2 separate regions of the Oryctolagus cuniculus genome follow, and region 1 is linked to region 2. A link is a contact called in public Micro-C data. All regions are on one chromosome and are shown on one strand. Each heading gives the region's core, a stretch centred on a gene start, on an enhancer-like site or on the middle of the called end of the contact. The rest is flanking DNA. Distances are from core to core; before and after follow the strand shown.

Region 1 (6,866 bases), core at 447-2,946, 150 kb after region 2:
TGGGAAGATCTTTGCCAGAGCCTCTTGAATACACATTAGAAAGTGAAATTCTTCAGGGAATTATGTCACACAGAGTTTACAGACTTTATGTGCAGAACAAGAGCTGGTTCTGAGACCTCCAACCCACAATGTGATGACAGCCCTCATTCAAGATGGAAGTGAGGCATAAAAAACACCTTAGCTGGCTTCAGCCTAGTCAATCAATCGATTATAATTTTTTTAGAAGATTTATTTATTTGAAAGACAGAGAGAGAGGTAGAGACAGAGAGAGAGAGAGAGGTCTTACATCCGCTGGTTCACTCCCCAGATGGCCGCAATGGCCAGAGCTGTGCCGATCTGAAGCCAGGAGCCAGGAGCATCTTCTGAGACTCCCACACAGGTGCAAGGGCCCAAGAACTGGGCTATTTTAGCCTAGGCCATAGCAGAGAGCTGGATCAGAAGAGGAGCAGCCAGGACTCAAACCGGCGTCCATATGGGATGCCGGCGCTTCAGGCCAGGGCTTTAACCCAGTGTGCCACAGCGCCGGCCCAATCGGTTATGATTTAACTACTTAATTGGTCAGAGCTAGAGGGAATCCGGCAACCTGCTAATCGGCCGGGTCCTGTTGCAGGGGCCCAGTCCTAGTCCACGACCTGCTACAAAACCTTGTTTACCAGAAGCAAACCAGTAAGTGTAGCCCAGACTCCCTGATGAGCAAGTTGAAACCACCACTGCAGTTAATACTGTGGGGGAGCTGGCCTGTGCAAGCATCCTGTCTCTTCTTCAGGGATCAACATTCATCACTACCAGGCTTTCAAATCACCAGCTGGTAACTCACTGAGCTTTCCTTTAAGTCTGTCAAAGGACCCGGGACCGGGGCGGCTGGGGAGTGACCCAGCGGAGAGAAGATGCATCGACTCCCCTCTCTCTCACCCAGCCTTTCAAACAGGAGCGGAGGGGAGGGGAGGGGATCAAAATAGCCGGGCCTTTCGAAGGGTTGTGTCTGCAGCCCTGGAGACTCACATTCCAAGTGACCTCGGACGCGGGCTGCAGCAGACCTGTGGGTGCATCCGTGGGCCACTCTTCAGGAAACGGGCTCGATCTCCGGGGGACCCGTCCTGGCCCAGCGGTCCCACGGGTGTGGGTTCCGGAGTCCTGAGCCCGTAGCTACGCAGCGACCAGCTACTGTGCACCTGCGCTCGCTGTCAGCCCTGGCCCTTGGCATCCCTATCCCAAGCTTCCCCTCCCTCTCCCTCCCCCCACCCCTCCTCCCTCCTTCCCCCTCCTTCCCTCCTCCCCTTCCTCATCCTTTCCTTCCTCCCCCTCCTCCTTCCCCCCACCCCTCCTCCAACTCTCCCCCCAACCCCTCCCCTTCCTCATCCTTTCCTTCCTCCCCCTCCTCCTTCCTCCTTCCCCCTCCTCCTCCTACCCCTCTCCCCCCACCCCTCCCCCTCCCCGGCTTTTTCTTGGCCACGCCCCCGCCCGTCCTCACTTGCGCGGCGTGCGTTCACCTCTGCGGACCTTGTAAACGCGCTCGCCGGCAGCCGACCCAACAGGGGCGCAGCGAGCACCGGTCTCTCTGGAAGACGTTCCCCACATGTCGGGGGCCGGGGAGCGCGGCCACGGCCCTTCGTCCGCGCCGTGACTGCCACTCTCAGCCACAGAAACGCGCAGCGTCCGTTCCCGACGCGGAGAAGTAACTGACAGTCAAGCCCGCTCCGCCCTCACCGGGCGCCACCGGCGGTCACCGCAGCCCCGCCCTCCCGGCCTTAAAGCGGGCGGGCCCCGAGCGCGTACTCCTCAGACAGGCGGAGGCCCCACCCCGGGCCTTGGCCGTTTGAAGACTACGGCGCCAGGCCGCAACTTGCGCGAGACGGAGGGTGTGTTCTCGCGAGAAGTCCGGAAGGCGGCAGGCATGGCGGCGGCGGGAACTGGACCCAGCCCGGGAGCAGGTGCCGGGCCCGGCCCGGGAGCGGCTGCAAATGCAGCAGCTGCAGAAGACGGAGAGACGAAGCCGGCGGCACCAGTAGCAGCCGCCCCGGCTGGAGAGGGGACGTCTGCTGCCCCCGCGGCGGAGCCCAGCTCGGGAGAAGCTGAGAGTGGGTAAGGCGTCCCGCGGCCCCGGGGAGGACGCGCGAGGGGAGGCCCGCCCCCCTTAGAATCCCGCGGCTCCCGGGCTCGCTCCCGCCCGCCCCTCCGAACCGAACCTAGGCCTGCGGCCAACGGCCCGGCTCGTCCTGCCTCCTCCGACCGCGTCCGAGGCCGCGCGAGGGCCAAGGTGCTGGCGCCTCGGGAGGAGGCTTGCACGTCGCTCTCGGTAGCAGGAGTCTCGGGCGCCACCCTGGGAGAAGGAGCGGCCCCTCTGAGCACCGGGGCGCTGCGTCCTGTGCACCTCTTCCAGGTCCGGCGCTAGACCTGAGCGCCGGGGCCCGGAGGCGTCCCCGCTGCCGCGGGCTCGCGGTCTCCTTGGACACCCACCCGGTCCATGGTGCCCAGACCGTGGCCCGGCAGAAAAAGCTGAGGCGGCGCTCCGTGCATTGGTTGTTTTGTGTGAGGTCTGTCTGCCCTGAAAAGCCTTGCTTGTGTGTCTTCGTTGTCTCAGGGATGCCAGCTTGGCGGATATAAGCGGCGGTTTAGAGACGGAATCCGCGAATGGGAAGGATACACTAGTAAGTATTTCTCTTTTGGATGTCTGCCGGCAGAGTAGGATTTGTCTTTAAGAATGTTAAGGGAGGCGGCAGCAGCACAGCCAAGTGCGCCACTTTGGTTCTCGGCTTGCTCTGTGGGCACAGGACGGCGCCGGGGACACGTCGGAGGTGATGGACGTGCAGGCGGGCTCGGTGGACGAGAACTGCCGGCAGCTGGGGGAAGTGGAGCTGCAGTGTGGCATCTGTACGAAATGGTTCACGGCGGAGACCTTCGGCATCGACACTTCGTGAGTGCTCTCTCTTTATTTTGTCGTCTTGTAAGAATCTCTGTAGAGTGAATCTCGGCGTGTGCACCCGTCGAAGAGTGTGCGGGCAGAATACACGCACAGTATTAACCGTGTCCTAACCCCTGTTCGGTGAGTAGGGCGCTGGGTCAGGAGCTGTTTCGGCTCCCTCAATAGATCTCGCACTTACCTAGGGCTCCGACCTAATGAAGCTGATGGTTGTGTGTGGCCTGCAGATGATCTAAATATCCACACAGCCCTTGGCAGGAGAAAAGGTTTGCTTTAGCTGTCTCGGCAAAGACTGTTTCCATCAGGTACCTCTTCCAGTGAATTAAGATCCTGAAAACAAAGGCCTTGTTCCTTGCCCTAGGAACACAGCTAGCACCGAGCTTTCAGTCCTGGAATGGCCTGCCATGTTCTTCATGGTCTGATTAAACTAACAAATAAGAGGGTCCCTCAGCCGGGTAGTGAAGAAATACCTCCCTTTTAAAAGTTGAAGTGGGCCTTAGAAATGCTAATATCCCAATTAGCATGTGTCTGGTCACCCTAGATAGAGGATTTGTTTTTAAAGAAAGAGAATACTGAGAAATGGAGAAGAAAGAATTGGTCTTGGTAAAAAGATGTGCAGGAATTTGGAGAGAGCCTAGGAGAGAGACTTCACTGGAGAGAGAACTGGGAGGAATTCAGGGAAGAGTCAAACTCAACTCAGAGTTTTGGTAGCTTTGGGGAGACCCATGTGTCCCTTAACTTGAGAAGTGACACCTGAAGCCCAGCCGGGTGGGAGGGGCTGATTGTCTTTTAGGGCTGAGATAGACAACAGGAGCTGCTTGTTCTGAACACCCAGTTGTGGTTGAATTCTGTGCATCTGCCTGTCTTCCCCACAAGGCTTTGCCCTCTCTGAGTGAGTTTATCCCAACTGTGTAACTCCAGAGGTTCTAGCAGAGGCAAAGGTAAGGGAACTTAGTGTTAAAGATGGGTCGGATGCTTCTTGCTTCCTTGTGTGGTGGCCATGGGCTGAACACTTACTTGGGAAACTTCTCTTTGAGGATTCCCTAAGCTAGTTTCAGTTGAGTCTGAGATCAACCTGCCTTTTTTTTTTTTTTTTTTTTTTTTTTTTAAGATTTATTTTATTTATTTGACAGAGTTACAAACAGAAGTAGAGACAGAGCGAGAGAGAGAGAGGTCTTCTACCCACTGGTTCACTCCCCAAATTGCCATAATGGCCGGAGCTGGGCCAGTCTGAAGCCAGGAGCCAAAGCTTCTTCTGGGTCTCCCTCGTGGGTGCAGGGGCCCAAGGACTTGGGCCATCTTCTACTGCTTTCCCAGGTGCATCAGCAGGGAATTGGATCAGAAAAGTGGTACAGCCGGGACTCCAACCTGTGCCCATATGGGATGCCGGTACTGCAGGACGGGAATTAAACCTGCTGTGCCACAGCACCGCCCCCAGCCTGCCTTTAGTTATTTCTTCTCTCCCTGCTGGACCTGTTTATCCTGAAGGTCTTTTCCCTGTTCCTTTCTCTTTTGCAAAGCTCTCCTTGCGCTTCCCCGGCCCTGGCACGGTTGCCACAGTGGCTGTTCTCGTGCATTGAGTTGGCCATTGCTGCCTTACTCAGTGCCCTCTCCACTGGCTTCTTCCTCTTTGCCTTAAGACAGGCAGGTCTTTGTCTACAGACAAAGGCTACAGTGAGTGAGGGGTCGCAACACCTTTCACTCCTGCACCTCTCGCCTCTCACTTCCCTTCTTTTTTGCATTTTTAGTGCTGTCACTCTGAGGCCCCCTGGAGCTTCAAAAGCCTCTTTACATATTTACTTTTTCTTATCTCTTCTCCCATCAGACCCATCCCACCAGATATTTATCCCCTTAGCTCCTACAGAAAATGTCCAGTTCTGCCTATCATGTAAGGTCCTCTTGTGATTGCTGCTTTTCAAGCTTTATTTTTATCCTTTTCTTGACAAATCCTCTGTTCCAGACAAAGTTGCCTATGCAGGTTTGTCTCCCTCATCCCTTACTTGTTTTCTCATCTCTACACACAGTTCAGTTATCTAGAAAACCCATTCATCAGGGCCGGTGCTGTGGCTTAGAAGCCGCTGCCTGCAGTGCTAGCATCCTATTTGGGCAACAGGTTCAAGTCCCAGCTGTTCCTCTTCTGATCCAGCTCTCTGCTATGATCTGGGAAAGCAGTAGAAGATGGGCCAAGTCCTTGGGCCCCTGTACCTATGTGGGAGACCTAGAAGAAGCTCCTGGCCTTGGATCAGCACAGCTCCAGCTGTTGCAGCCAATTGGAGAGTGAACCAGCAGATGGAAGACCTCTCTCTGTGTAACTCAGATTTTCAAGTAAATAAATCTTTTTAAAAAATAAAGATAATAAACTAACCTGTACAAGGTGCCAATTAAGTTCCTTTTGTTTATTTATTTATTTTTTGACAGGCAGAGTAGACAGTGAGAGAGAGAGAGACAGAGAGAAAGGTCTTCCTTTTGCTGTTGGTTCACCCTCCAATGGCCGCTGCGGCCAGTGCACCGTGCTGATCCAAAGGCAGGAGCCAGGTGCTTCTCCTGGTCTCCCATGGGGTGCAGGGCCCAAGGACTTGGGCCATCCTCCACTGCACTCCCGGGCCACAGCAGAGAGCTGGCCTGGAAGAGGGGCAACCGGGACAGAATCCGGCGCCCCGACTGGGACTAGAACCCGGTGTGCCGGCGCCGCAAGGTGGAGGATTAGCCTAGTGAGCCGCAGCGCTGGCTTAAGTTCCTTTTAGATGCTAAATTTTCCCCTGTGGTAGATGTATCTTGCTAATTTTTGTGACAGAAAAGTCCAGATAAGTTATCATTTGGTTTTTAGGTTAAAGGTATATTGATATATTAAAACTTTTATCCAAGTTTCATGGAGGGGAGAGGATTCCTGTTGATTTATGTCTCATTCAGAAGTTCACTAATTTGTGTGATTTGGTTTTTCTACAGATCCTGCCTGCCTTTCATGACTAACTACAGTTTTCATTGCAATGTTTGCCATCACAGTGGGAATACCTATTTCCTCCGGAAGCAAGCAAGTAAGAACATCCCTTGAGTATTTCAAAATGATTGTCTGGAGCATACATTTGGTACAGCAGCTTAAGTCTCGTGTTGGGATGTTCTCATCCCACACTTGAGTGCCTGGTTTAAGTCCCAACTACTCTGCTTCTAATCCGGCTTCCTGCTAATGCATGCCTGGGAGGCAGCAGGTGGTGGCACAGGTCCCCTGGGACCTGTGGGATGCCTCGATGGAGTTCCTGGTTCCTGGCTTCAGCATGGCCCAACCTGCCTGTTGCAGTCTTATGGGGGAGTAAACCAGCAGATGGAAGATTGCCCTCTCTCTCTGTCTCTCTGTCTCTATGTCTCTGTGTCTCTGCCTTTCAAATCAAATGGATTAAGTAAATAAATAAAAGTACCAACATTTTAAAAAATTATTACTGGAAAAGTAAAGGGAAATGGGCTTAGCACAATTGGGAGACTGTTGCCTAGTAGCTAGGAGATAAGCTGGGCTTCAATTCTGAATAATTGCTGTTGCCCATTTCCAATCAAATGCTGACTCCATTTTAGTTTTGTGTGGGACATCTTGTTGAATATTCCTTTGATGATAGAGTTATAGTACTATAGGTAGCTTTTTAAAAAAATTATTACTTTTTAGATTTATTTGAAAAGTAGAGTTACAGAGAGAGGAGGAGAGATAAAGATCTTCCATCTGCTGGTTCACTCCCCAAATGACTGCAATGTCCTGGGCTGGGCCAGACCAAAGCCAGGAGTCAGGAGCTTCTTCCAGGTCTCCTACATGGCTGCAGGGGTCCAAGTACTTGGGCTGTCTTCCACCGCTTTCCCAGGCACATTATCAGGGAGCTGGATCGCAAGTGGAGCAACCAGGTCTTGAACCAGCACCCATATGGAGGCTTAACCTGCTATACCACAACGCTTGCCCCATATAGGT
Region 2 (6,324 bases), core at 1,300-3,799:
GCTGTCAGCCCCCCTAGTAGCAGGCACGGTACAGGATGTTTTCCTCCCACGCCCTTTTAGGTGGGCTGTGGTCAGAGACAGCCACAGGCAGGACTTCAGGTCTCGGGACCCGCCCCGCCCCACCCCGCCCCAGGCACCTGCTACAGTAGGTCTTCACCAAGTCTGCCAGGCACAGGGACGGCACGTCCAGCCCCAGCAGCTTCACCATCTGCAGGTAGGTGCTGGAAAACACGTCCAGGTCTGCGTAGAGCAGGGTGCAGATGGTCCCCATGGTGAGCGGCCAGTTATGCTGCCGGCAGGTGATGAGGACGCAGCACCCAACCAGCACCTCCTTCTTCTGCAGCCTGGCGGCGCGGATGCCGGAGTGCCGGTACGCCTGCCGATAGTAGGCGACCGCCGTGTCCTCAAATGTCGGTGGCAACTGCAGAACGCGGCACAGGTCTCTCACTCGGCGGAGACCTTGGGAGACCCATGGCAGGAGTTAGAGTGGGCACGGGAGCGCCTGTGCAGCACCCGGCATATTCTGCTAAGCTAGCCTCGGATAACGGATGCACACATAACTGATCTTTCTGCACCCACAGGAGCGACGCCTGGGGAAGCCACTGCTTTTATTTTTTAAGTAAAATATATTTATTTATTTATTTAATTTGAAAGGCAGAGTTACATAGTGGGAGAGACGGAGAGACAAAGGTCTCCCATCTACTGGTTCACTCCCCAGATGGCTGCATGGCCAGGACTGGGCCAGGCTGAAGCCAGGGGCTTCATCTGGGTCTCCCACGTGGGTGCAGGAGCCCAGGCACTTAGGCCATCCTCTGCTACTTTCCCAAGCATGTGAGCAGGGAGCTGGCTCAGAAGCGGAGCAGCCAGGATTCAAACTGGCACCCATACGGGATGCTGGTGTCACAGGAGGCAGTTTAACACGCTACGCCACAACGCCGGCCCCCCTGTAGTCATTCTAAAGGCGCAAACACCTCGGTGGCAAGAAGTCACACTTCAGCCCACTGCCGTTTGAAGGCTGGTTTGATCCAGGCTCCTCGAGGCAACCTCGAACATGCTGAGCAGACCCAACACTTAGACGGACGCGCTGCCACTCTCGGAGCCGTCTCCGGCCTTGCTCATCACCCACCATTCTACTCTACCCGACACGAGTGATGCTGAAAACAGGAGAGGAAGGCCGCCGGTGGGGCCCACGGGGCAGCTCCCGTGACAGCCACTGCGCCGTAGAAGGTTGACTCTCACCTCGCTGCTGGCTGCGGCTCGCCTGCTCGCTTTCCCCTGTGCTCCGAGAATACGTGACTTCTGCAAGATCACGGACAAGAAACAACACGCTCAGCCCTCCCGCATCACAGCCCCGCTCCCGCACCCACACCAGGGCCAGGGGCAGAATTCCAGTCTCCGAGCAGCTCTGAAACTTAGCTTTGATTTTATTTTCATCTACTTGGAAGGCACAGAGACAAAGACGGAAAGAGACAGAGAGAGATCGTCCCTCTGCCGGTTCGCTCCCCAAATGCCCACCAAGCCAGGGCCGGGCCAGACTAAGGTCAGGAGCCTGGAACTCCACCTGGGTCTCCCCCAGGAGCAGCAGGGACCGGGCACGGGAGCCATCATCCAGGCAGCATTCGCAGGGAGCTGGATCTGATGCAGAGTAGGTCGCTGGGACTGGGACAGGCTGCAGGTGTCCCACGCAGCAGCTTAGCCCACTGGGACACAAGCCCAGCTCTCTCCACCCCTGCCCTGCCCTGCCCTGCCCTGCCCGCAATCCGTCCACAGCAGTCTCAGATACGGAGTTCGAGGAAGGCTGGTACCACAGCAGTCTCTCTAAAGAGCACCAGCTTTTCAGTCTCTCTCTTTTACACCCAACCCAAGCAATTTTCCTGGCTGCGGATTTTTGGATTTTGGACTAGTCAGGGATTTGAAAAGCAATGCAAAGGGAGGGGAAAAAAAAAAAAAAAAGAGGGAGTATTTGTGCCAATGAAAAGCTCTTCGGTTAAACAAACCGTAACCCTAACCCTAACCCTAACGTGCTATAGTTGCAAGGAACTGACCCACGACCGTCCACCACGACCAGACCGGGCAGGTCGAGCGGAACTGGTTTCTGTTTCGTTTATTCAACGTTCCTTGTACCCAGGACGAACCTGGGTGCGTGGGGAACCCGCGAATGGGAGTCCCTGGCCGCCTGCAGAAGCCCGTCTGCTCCCGTATTCAGGGCTGCGCGGGACAAGGAGCGCGGAGCTAGGGAACGCGCGCTATCCCCCCCTACCCCATCGACCCCAGGCAAGGACCCGCACAGGTACCTCGGAGGTGGCCCTCGTCGCTGTAGGTGGTGGTAAGGGTCCCCTCAGTGACCACGCAGCCACAGTCGGAACACACCAGCTGGCTCTGCGAATAGTGCGAGTCTTCCACAAGCTCAGCCGAGCCGCACTCGGGACAGCGGCCTCCGCCCGGCATCTCACAACACGCCGCCGCAACTGGCGCCGCCGCCGCCTCGAGAGCCAGCGACAACCACAGCGCGGCTGGAACTGGAAGGGGACCCTTTTAACAGCTGCACCTTCCTCTTCCGGCCAAAGAGCCGCCGGGATAGGTACTTCGCTCCGGCCCCGCCCCGCGACTGAGAGTCACTTCCGGTCTGTGCCTGTCTAGACTCCGATAGGAACATGAGCTAGGAGAGAAGGATCCTGGACTAAACTGCTCCGGTCCTCAACGTAGTTTGATGTGGATCAGACTGGTGGCGTTGAATTTGGATGAACATTCTGCCTTTATGGACAAGTACAACAGACTAAAAATTTTTGTCATCCCCAACAACCCTCGCGCTTAAGCGCTAGGGGACTCGCGGATTCCCCACTTCTTTTTCCGTTGATTTTGGCTGTAGTATAAAGTCTATCTCTAAAAGGAAAAATTACGTAGCAGGAAAGCAGGACATGCTATTCTACTTTCCCGGGCTGCTTCCCAAGGAAGTGTGAGTGTCCTTTACCCAACTGTAAAATGAGGGCCGTTGAGGGGCCATTGCTGTGACACAGCGGGCTAATCCTCCGCCTGCAGTGCCGGTATCCCATATGGGCACCAGTTCAAGTCCCAGCTGCTCCACCTTTGATCCAGCTCCCTTCTAATGCACCTGGGAAAGCAGCAGAAGATAGTTCAAGTGCCTGGGCCCCTGCACCCACCTGGGAGACCCGGAAGATGCTCACCTGGCCCAGCTCTGGCCGTTGCAGCTATTTAGAGAGAGAACCAGCAGATAGAAGATTCCTTCTCTCTCAATCTCTCTCTCTCTCCCTGCTGCCCCCTAACTCTGCCTGTCAAATAAATAAAAAATAAATATAAAAGAAAAAAATGAGGACATTGAGTTAAAATCCAGGGGCAAACTCCAATGCTTTGGGAAAGCCAGAGAAGGAATTTCTGCCAGAATTTGGAGTGAAAGAACGTGGAGTGGTGAGGTTTTTGATAGACTCAAGGGCATACGCAGACTCAGGAGATTTTAAAGCCTTGGGCTTTTTTTTTTTTTTTAAAGATTTATTTATTTGAAAGTCAGAGTTACACAGAGAGAAGGAGAGGCAGAGAGAGAGAGAGAGGTCTTCCATCTGCTGGTTCACTCCCCAATTGGCTGCAACAGCTGGAGCTTCTTCCAGGTCTCCCATGTGGGTTCAGGGGCCCAAGGACTTGGGACATCTTCTACTGCTTTCCCGGGCCATAGCAGAGAGCTGGATCAGAAGTGGAGAAGACGGGTCTTGAACCAGCATCGATAAGGGATGCTGGCACTGCAGGCGGCAGCTTTACCCGCTACGCCACAGCCCCGGCCCAACCTTGAGCCTTAAGATGCTCCAGGATTCTGGCTCTGAAGCTCCTAGTCTGCTATGGTCTAGTTCAAACCAGTTCCAAGAAATCTCACCTCTAGCGGTGACATTAACCAAAACCAACCTTAGAAATCTGGTGCCGCGGTCTGACTGTGTTCCCCAGAATTCATGTGTTGGGGAAACAACCCCCAGTGCAGCAGTGTGTGTGGAGGGGGGCTGCCTTGGGAGAAGGGTTTGGGTTATGTGGGCCCTGACCCTGGGAATTGAGCCAAACTTGCAAGCTGGGTTTGGTCCTTTAGCTCTTCCACCTTCTGCCACGTGGGGGCAGTGTCGGCCCCTAGCGGGATGCAGCCTTCAAGAGTGCATTTTGGAAGCAGAGAGCAGCTCTCATCAGAGGGTGGGTGCCTTGACCTTGGGTTTCCTCGTCTCTGGAATTATGAGAAAATAAATGTCTGTTCTTCACAAGGTACCTGCTCTGTTGTAGCAGCAGCACAAATGGGATAAGACAGATTATATATTATGTTTGAATATGAGCTAAAAACAGGTTTTTAAAAATTTATTTGAAAGGCATATGACAATGACACACTCACAGAGGAGGAGGAGGGGGGAGAGAGAGAGAGAGAGAGAGAGAGAGAGAGAGAGAGATCTTTCATCTGCTGGATCACTTCCCAAATGTCTACAGTAGCCAGGAATGGGCCAGACTGAAGTCAGGAGCCGGGAACTCCATCCAGATCTCCCCATGGATGGCAGGAATCCCAGTACCTGCGTCATTTTCTGCTGTTTCCCAGGTGCATCAGCAGGAAGCTGGATTGGAAGGCGAGGCGGGACTCAATCCTAGGCGACAACTCCCAAATGGGATGCGGAGCCCAAGTAGCAGTGTAAGCCACAGTGCAATCCCTATATGTTCTTTGTATGTGATTTTTAGTTTTTGAGAGGTGAAGGGTGGGGAGGAAGAGTGCCCCCATCCCCTGGTTCAGTTCCCAAATGCCCACAACTGCAGGGGCTGGGCCTGTCAGAAGCCGGAAGGCAGAAACTCAATCCAGATCCCCCATGTGGGTGGCAGGAACCCGATTACTGAGTCATCACTCTGTCCTGCAGGATTTGCATTAGCAGGAAGCTGGAGTCGGGGGCCACAGCCAGGACTCAAATCGAGGCACAACGCAGGCATCCTAACCAATGTCTTAACCACCAGGCTTAGGCACCTGCCCCAAGAGTATATGTTCTCGTAAGTCTAATATCACTCATTACAAATAGCTATGTTTGTACTTGAGAGTTGTATGATCTGTTGTATGTGAAAAACAAGAATGTTGAACCAACTAGCCAGCCAGAGGAAGTCCCAGAGAGCAGCAGAGTCCTGGTGCGTGGGGAACACGGGGTGGAGTTCCATCTCTCAGCCGACAGGGGGAGCTGCAGACAGGCCCCTGGCATTTGCAGACGTTCTAGCATGCAGAGTGGGGTAGACAGTACTATGAGAACAGGAAATGCATAGGTCTCGTGCAGACTTGAGGGATAATAAAGATGTCTGCTCAGCCCCTTGACCAAGTCTCTCCTTGAGGAATAAGATGCAGGTTAAAGCTGCTTTCTTTGTCCTTTTTTGTTTTGTCTTTTAATTTTTTTTTTGTTTAGTTTTAAAATGTATTTGAAAGAAATACACAGGTAGATCTCCCATCTGCTGTTCACGACCCAAATGCCTGCAATGCCGAGGGCTGGATCAGGCCACAGCTGGGAGCTGAGAACTTGGTTCAGATCTCCCATGCAGGGGGCAGAGACCCAGGTGCTTGAGCCCTCACCTGCTGCCTCCCAGGGTGTGCATTAGCAGGAAGCTGGAATGGGGAGTGGGGCCAGGAGACTTGCACCCCAGCACTCTCACATGGGATGTGGGCATCCTTAGCCACTGCATCGAGAGCCTGCTCCCCGCAATTGCTTCCTTTAGAAGAGCAATAGATTGGGGCCAATACCATGGCATAGCAAGTAAAGCCACTGCCTATAGTGCCAGCATCCCATAGGGGCGCCAGTTCGAGTCCCAGCTGCTCCACTTCCGGTCCAGCTCCCTGCTAATGAGCTCAGGGAAAGCAGAGGCAGATGGCCCAAGTGCTTGGGGCCCTGCACCCATGTGGGAGACCCAGATGGAATTCCAGGTTCCTGGCTTTGGAACTTTGTCTCTGTTCACCTCTCAAATTTTTTTTAAAAAAAACTTTTTAAGTAGGATTTCGGCCAGCGCCACGGCTCACTAGGCTAATCCTCCGCCTTGCGGCGCTGGCACTCCGGGTTCTAGTCCTGGTTGAGGTGCCGGATTCTGTCCCGGTTGCTCCTCTTCCAGTCCAGCTCTCTGCTGTGGCCAGGGAGTGCAGTGGAGGATGGCCCAGGTGCTTGGGCCCTGCACCCCATGGGAGACCAGGAGAAGCACCTGGCTCCTGGCTTCGGATCGGCCCAGCGCCAGCCGTAGCAGCCATTTGGGGGGTGAACCAACGGAAGGAAGACCTTTCTCTCTGTCTCTCTCTCTCTCTAACTCTACCTTTCAAAAAAAAAAAAAGTG

The links. Hi-C and Micro-C count contacts between places; a contact is called where the count stands out from the background.
Region 1: a Micro-C map of ear pinna shows a contact between it and region 2, with 4 times the contacts expected there. The contact joins the promoter of ASH2L here to the promoter of BRF2 in region 2. A contact is called at or near these places in 3 of 6 Hi-C or Micro-C datasets (ear pinna, psoas muscle and an unstated tissue).

What each region holds. Positions count from the first base shown.
Region 1 is chr2:87,846,453-87,853,318 of mOryCun1.1, forward strand. It overlaps ASH2L (ASH2 like, histone lysine methyltransferase complex subunit), which reads left to right and starts at 1,697. Exons shown (of 17, transcript XM_051832371.2): 1 at 1,697-2,082; 2 at 2,582-2,648; 3 at 2,772-2,914; 4 at 5,867-5,955. The coding sequence starts at 1,895. LOC127487276 (a long non-coding RNA gene) reads right to left here and starts at 1,710. Exons shown (of 2, transcript XR_011386367.1): 1 at 1,472-1,710.
Region 2 is chr2:87,698,746-87,705,069 of mOryCun1.1, forward strand. It overlaps BRF2 (BRF2 general transcription factor IIIB subunit), which reads right to left and starts at 2,550. Exons shown (of 4, transcript XM_002720786.5): 1 at 2,295-2,550; 2 at 1,240-1,299; 3 at 138-459. The coding sequence starts at 2,448.